Linked DNA regions of Bombyx mori: region 2 is linked to region 1. A link is a contact called in public Hi-C data. All regions are on one chromosome and are shown on one strand. Each heading gives the region's core, a stretch centred on a gene start, on an enhancer-like site or on the middle of the called end of the contact. The rest is flanking DNA. Distances are from core to core; before and after follow the strand shown. Region 1 holds the start of LOC101736209 (caskin-2). Region 2 holds the start of LOC101736592 (synaptogyrin).

The links. Hi-C and Micro-C count contacts between places; a contact is called where the count stands out from the background.
Region 2: a Hi-C map of whole pupa shows a contact between it and region 1, with 3 times the contacts expected there. The contact joins the promoter of LOC101736592 here to the promoter of LOC101736209 in region 1. A contact is called at or near these places in 2 of 7 Hi-C or Micro-C datasets (midgut and whole pupa).

The regions. Positions count from the first base shown.
Region 1 is chr17:12,051,154-12,055,135 of ASM3026992v2, forward strand. LOC101736209 (caskin-2) reads left to right here and starts at 2,416. Exons shown (of 10, transcript XM_012695782.4): 1 at 2,416-2,683.
Region 2 is chr17:12,393,597-12,397,223 of ASM3026992v2, forward strand. LOC101736592 (synaptogyrin) reads left to right here and starts at 1,602. Exons shown (of 5, transcript XM_004932495.5): 1 at 1,602-1,854; 2 at 2,564-2,798. The coding sequence starts at 1,753.

The sequences.
Region 1 (3,982 bases), core at 1,166-3,665:
CGACGAGAAGACAATTATTTGTTTTAAACATTTAAAATAATTCCAATATTCGAAATTTGTAACCTTACATGTGTCAAGTGTTGCCTGCCATTACTTTCATATTAAAATTCCAACAAGGGGCTATTCCAGCTACGCGCGGATGGGACACCTGATTAAGTAACACGTTCATGAATGGAAGAAAACTGCATACTGAATCCAGATTGAGTGAAGATTGTTTTTGTCTAAGTATACTGGCGTGGAAAAACTTTACTTAATATAATATATATGTATATAAATATATATACCCAACCATTTACAGAAAGCCTATTAAAAATTATTTATACAATGATAGTATTTGTTAAATCTCAAAAAGAAATAAAAGAGGTGATAATCTGAAAATAATGTCATAAAGCAGACATAAAAAGAAATACATATTAAAACTAGGTAGGAACTTCCTATAAAATGTAGAGCAGAGATAAAGAGAGAGAGAAAAGATGTACTTTTTTTCCTACCTATGCTGATACCCTTGAGAGGCTATTTCAGCTTCTCCTTGACGTGTAGGTGAGCTCACGGGGCTCTGACCGGGAGTGTTGGTAACACTGGCCCTAGCACGAGCAGTGCTTCGCAGAATCTACCACCGCATCGGAAACACGACCCACTGAGAAGATCCGGCGAGAAACTCAGTGGGCTGTATCTGTGGGTAAATTCACTCGTCGAGCCTTTCATCGCAAGCGACGTGTTCGGCGAGGATGGTGACCAGTGCTTGTGGTAGATACCTAAAAGCACCGTAGAGATGTACAGTAACTTTTCACGAAATGAAAGTATGGGATTCGGGTTTGAAAACTTACTGTTGATTTTAAGAATTTTTTATAGTTAGATTTTAATCATTTTTTATACTTAGGACAAGTGACCGACATCCACTTGAGGTTAATTGGTTACTAGAAACCATGGACATCACAAACGTGAATGCTATATTATTATGAAGCATACGAACATAATAATTATGTGATGAATAGAATACAACTTTTAAGTTTTAACTGAAAAGCTATGGATAGTTGCATGCTACGCAACTAAAGGAAAGCAATTAAAAATAAAATCTGAATGTATAGGCTACTTTTCTTAAATAGCCTGTCGAAATAATAATCGAAGTCGAAAATAAACAAAAAGAAATAAATTTCATTGCTTTGTTGGTACCTACCTCGTACCTACGTTTTGATAACAAACTGGTCAAACTTATTAAAAAAATGACAAATTCAAAATAAGCATGCGTGATTAACTAAAAAGTCAAAACGATTCACTAGATGGCATTAGTTGTTTGGATATCTAATTATGAATGAAGCTGCTGATGTTCAAATAAATACGTTTTCTTTAAAAAAATCTTACACGTATGTACTAGTTAATGCTTATTTCAAGCGAATTGTTTTATGTGAGAATTAAAACCTGTAAATGTATTCTTGTAACTTGTAATTTCTAAATGAATTCTTATTTATTTTGAGAACTTAATATGATCTGAATCATTTCTAATTTCAGGGACTTGAAATGGGATGAATGCATTGCACTACTTTGGTCAATGGTCGCCACTAGAGGTGTAATCTTGTAGTACGTCCGTAGTAGCTACGCCGTAGTCCTACGTGTCCGTTGTGTATCGATTAGTTACCCGTAAATTCTCGACGGAACCCGACGTCTTCCGAACTCTGCCGATGTTACCCGACAGCTACGTCCACACATTGCGGAAGTAATGAAATGTACAAAAAGATATGAAGCGGAAAAATTGTCGCTGTCTTTTTCTTCACGTCGCATCTTATCCCGTTCCTAAAAAGGATTCTTTTGTCGATTTTCCCTTTCAGCGCATTTACCGAAAGCGATGACGAATGAATAGGTACATTAAATTGTAAAAGCTAAAATTGTAACGTTTTGATATTAATTTATATTTCACATATATAAATAAATGCGCATTTAACAATTTAATCTTAAATATATATAATCTAAGCGATGACTAGAACTTTTGGGTTAATTATATAGGTAAGTACGGATAAAAAGAAACGCATGTACATGTTTATGCGTAGATTGAAAAATTGAATTTAAAATACAAAATTTTACTGATAATCTTGTTATTTTTTTATAAAGAGCCAGTGTGAAAGCACCGTGAAGGATCAAAATAGCTATCAAAACTGATCGTCAGCTTTGATAGCTATTTCAGTAACGCCAGACAACAAGAAATAGCGTGAAACGTGTACTCAACAACTTTAATGGTTTTGTTTATAATGGCTGCGTACCTATTGGGCGACACCAGCAGGGTGTAAGTGACTACGACTAGGGTGGCGCACCCTTGAATACGTACCGCGTTATTTATGGTATATTTTGACGTACAGACTCACTGCTAACTTCACGTAGCTGGGCATACAGGGTGATGGATGGATAGTGTTATCGGTGTTTTTCGCCGTAGTCCGTGCTTAGACCGTACTTTTTATTACTGTGCTTTACGGAAATCCCCTAATACGTCAGAGTTGTTCATGGAAATCACGTTATTTCAATGAAATTAGTGGCTGACGCCCGGTGTTTCTTCATATTTCGTTTCATATTTATGTGTAAAGCGAACTATATACAGCCCTTTTCTTATATTTTGCGAAACAAATGCAATTCTTGTGATGTGATTTCTTTAACTAGGAGTACTTCGAGCCCCTATACTGATTTAAAATACAAGGTAAGTTATAATTAATATCTTTTAAACTATTATAAATGTATTTGTGTGATAATATATTTTCGTAAAGGTTTAAAAGTCGCTGTTGACAAAAAGCTAAACTATTACTTTAAGTTTCGTTCAATTTATGTACCCATGTTTACAATTTGTGTTTACATTTGTACCAATTGCTAATTAGGTTTTATTGGCCCTGTGTAGTAAACATTCAATTTATTTAAAACAGTGACATCTACCGGTTGACACTTAAATCTTTTATTAGTTCAGAGCTATGCCACAGTCAGCGCCAAAGTGTCAGACGCCGACACGCCTGCAGTCACGCGGCGTTGACGCGCGTCGCAACTTGTTTGCGTGGGTGTAGATCGTTTCGTGATAAAACATTTCATGTTTTCTTTCTTATCAACTAAACAGAGCAGTGCTACACGTTTGTATCTATGAAGGTTGCATTATTATGCTATCGTAAAAAGTTCGATAAGTGTTCCTTGTGTCATAAATGAAAAGTGCAAGTTCACGAGTGTGTTTTGTTGTTGCTGACTTTGGAGACAGGATTTCGTCCGTGCCGTGAAGGTCTAGGGCCGGCATGAGGAAAATAAACGGTGAGAATTCAAACATAAGAAGCTTTTCTGCATGATTGTAACCTACTAACACAAGATAACAAAATGTCATCAAGAGGTGGCCAAAGATAAGAAAAAGGGAACACGTGAAGTATGGACTCGAGAAAAACCGCAAATGATAATACTGCATGTTTGGAACGTAAAAATTTTTGGAAGCTTGCTTGTTGTTTCCGACATTAATTTCTTAACTCACTTCAGTTTCTTTTAAGAGCTTGAGAGTTCAAAAAAAGTTGAAACCGCCAACACGTTCCAACGAATTCCTACTGGACTTTTTAATTTGACTTGTTACATCACAGTCGGTGGCAGTCGGTTCGAAAAAAGTCGTGACTAGCAAGCGACACGAACTAACAAAAGACACGGCACCCCAGTAAAAAGTTATTAAGTAACTATCTCAGAATAGCATTGCCCAAGAAGAGGAGCGCCCGAAAAATCATTAACCGTAGCAGATCCCATACAAATGGTCCATAAACGTAATCCGACAATGTTTGATGAGCCGCCGGCTGTTAGGTCGTTCGATTGCGATACCGACACTCCGCTGGGCCTAGACAAAAGGTTGCGTGCGCCGTTTCGTCTCAGATCTAGACAGGACGCATAATTAAATGTAAAACTTTAGCGATAAACTTTACCGCTGATCGTTGTTCTGTACGTGATTTGTATGTTAATCGGACTAGTCTTGTAACGAACGATATTT
Region 2 (3,627 bases), core at 352-2,851, 340 kb after region 1:
CTTTGATCTCGTGTCTCAAGGTGGGTATTTGCGTTCTGAAGTCTACATGCTTCGGTAACCACCATCAGGTCGAGCATAATAAGCTCGTTCATCCGCATATGCAACAACAGCATTCTCATTTTGGATATGCATTAAAAATCGATTTCACATACTACAGAAAAATCGCTTTGAAGTAGGTATATAAATCATACTAATACTGATAGCAACATAAAGGTGCATTGATTATAGTTAACAGGGAAACAATATGATAATAACAAAGAAAATAAGCAGCACTTAATCGTTTTGTTTTAAAATGCAACAAAATTTTCTCAAAATAATTCTTTGACAATGTATAAATTTCATATAAATTTTCTCATACATGAAATGAATATAAATTGAGAAGTCTCGCTTACTATCGTCGAATTTTTATCCTCGAAAACGGGCTTATGCAAGTGCTTGTGATCATGTGTTTTGGAAAATATATTATGTAGCAAACCGACCGGTACGTCACTCTCGCGGCCGTATGCCCGCTCGCTATACATAGTTAGCATCTATGTCGATCTTTTCAACAGTGTATAATCTATGTTCCGGGCGCTTCCGTTTTGAGTGTGAATAGCGTGCGCCCGCGTCTAAATGTAATTATTGTTTAAAATTGAAAATTGTTTGTGATAAAGGAAGATTAAAATTCGAAATTCGATATTGGTGACTAACCCATAGTTTTAAATACCCCTGAGATCTACCCCTCACTATATCTGGCGCCCAACGTGGGGCATGTTGACAAACCTGATGAAGTTTTAGGGAAATATCATGTGAACGATCTCACTCTATACCGTGAGAATCAGAGTGATGCTCTTCCGCGGCCGGTGATGCCTAAAAAGAAACGTGGTCGTCCCCCAAATAATGTTAAAACAGATTCTCGAGTTCCAGGGCATATGACGACACGGCATGCTGAACCATGTGCTGAAGCTCCACGTCTTTCTCCCGCAGCTGGTGGTATGGTTGGTCTTGCGCCTGTCCCTCAGCCCAGTAGTAATGAGATGCTAGTCCAGGAGCGAGGGCGTCCTCCAGGACTAGAGGGGGAGTATGTAGCAAACCGACCGGTACGTCACTCTCGCGGCCGTATGCCCGCTCGCTATACATAGTTAGCATCTATGTCGATCTTTTCAACAGTGTATAATCTATGTTCCGGGCGCTTCCGTTTTGAGTGTGAATAGCGTGCGCCCGCGTCTAAATGTAATTATTGTTTAAAATTGAAAATTGTTTGTGATAAAGGAAGATTAAAATTCGAAATTCGATATTGGTGACTAACCCATAGTTTTAAATACCCCTGAGATCTACCCCTCACTATAATTATAGTTTTATGATTGCTCATTATTCCAATTTTCCGTTTACCTTGGATTAAATGAATACCTTTGATGCAATCAATAGTATTCATTAATTTCAGTACTGTAAAATGTTCGGAATCAATGTACAAAATCAAATAGTAGCATGGTTTTGTAAACTTAAGCTAGATTAATCATTAACAAGACAAAATTATACTTTTATGTTGAATCTACAGTCTTTAGAAAAATCGATTTAATCGCTCAAGTGCCGCTCGCTATTTATCGAAATCACTCCAACACTACTGTCAGATTTTTCTGTCAACTGAAAATTTCAGCTGCGCGATCGATAACACGAATTTGGAGTAAGCGGAGGTCAAGTTATATTGGGTCATTGATGCACGGCTAACTGCACTAGTATCACAATCAAGTTATCTAATTGCGGTGTGCTAAAATGGATACTTCCGGTGCGTATGGGGGTGGAAAAGCTGGAGGCGCGTTTGACCCTCAGGCTTTTATTCAAAGGCCTCATGTGATCGTCAGGGCGGTATGTTGGGTAAGCATCATTAAAAATGCTCTGGTGTCCTAATAATACGTTATTATATACACGTATTAAAAATGTTCAATTAACAGATTACTCCTTAGAAGAACTCTACATTTAAAACATTTGTTTAAATATAATTTTCCAATAAACGTAGACTGATTGAATTAAATGAGAAAAACAAACATTTAATCAAATTATTAATAATGAACAAGAACCGAATCACGTCGATATTATACATTTCCCATAAAATTTAGGATATGACAAATTAATCTCAAATTCCAACGAATACTTAAATTACCTATCTCGTTCTTAAAACAAGACGCTGAAAAAAATATTAATTTCAAAAAAATAAATAGTGCAAAATTATGAGAATAAAATTCTGAAATCACAAAATGGATGAACACCCAATTAATAATGAAAGCTGGTGGTTCTATAGGAGAATTCTGACATATTGCCATTAGATACTGCTATTAAAAGACATAGTTAAAAATAGCTGCTTACAGAACATTCAACTTTCTGAGACAGTAAATGCCTGAATTAAGTTAATTTGAAATTTGTTTAATTGTGTTTAGTGCATTATAATTGCAGGAATGTTTTCATTGCCCAACATAAATACCCATATGTCCAGTTGAGCTTTCATACTGCTCTAAATTCAAAAAAGTCTATTTCTTTATTTCCATAGACTATAGAAAACTATTTAAAACCTTTTTGTCTCATCCAGCTGTTCAGCGTGATTGTAATGGGCTGCATATCATCCAAGGGCTGGCGTACTGACTCTGATGGGAAGGACCATTGCGTGTACAATGATGACACAAATGCATGTAACTATGGTGTCGGGATATCTGTCATTGCATTCATTGCCTCCGTGGCTTTTATTGTCGGGGAATATCTCTTTGAGCAAATGTCCTCTGTCAAGACTAGGAAGCATTATGTGTTGGCTGACTTAGGTTTTTCTGGTGAGTTCTCTAAATTGTATTTAATGTTGATATTATATAATTACATCGAGCTACCCATTATTCTAATATCCACCGATGACCATAGGCATGAAAATTGATAGAATATATTTATTAGATTTACTCAATACTTTTTTAATAGGTCAACACCACTTATGCAGTTCACTATATCCAAAATTTTATAATGTAATGAATTTTCTATCAAATCAAAGTACGTGTCACTAAATCTCTACTGATATATGCTATAATCAAATTAAATATGGGGTCATTCCATTTAACCTTATTTAATTTATGAAACATGAAGAAGACTGCACTACATTTTGTGCCATGTTGAAGCAGCTATCTTACTTAGCTCATGATTTTATTTATTTGTTCTACGAAATGTATGTGTTCTGCACATTGCGCTTCTAATACTCAAGACCAAAAAAAATTAAGCTAAGAAAATTCTTGAAAATGACGTAAGTTAATCTTGTCAATCTTGAAAATAATGCTTTTACATATTTAAGTATCTTGTACGATGAACCGCTGTCTGTTACATTGTGAAACTACTAAAAAAAAAACAAGAATATTATGATTCGACAACAAACACAATTCTATATAAATTTCTAATCTTATCATAATTAAATCAAAGTTGTGCTGCTATAGTTATGCGTGGAATCGAAATAATTATGATCTCGGAGGTTGGTGGTATAATGAGCAAGTTTGATAGAACTGCCCTTTATATTTCTGCTGTTAAAGGTTCCTGTATTCTATAACGATTGAGAATCGATCCCATATTTCAAAAGGTGTAGCGGCATCCATGTTTGGGAAGACGTTCGCAACTCTTTAAAAT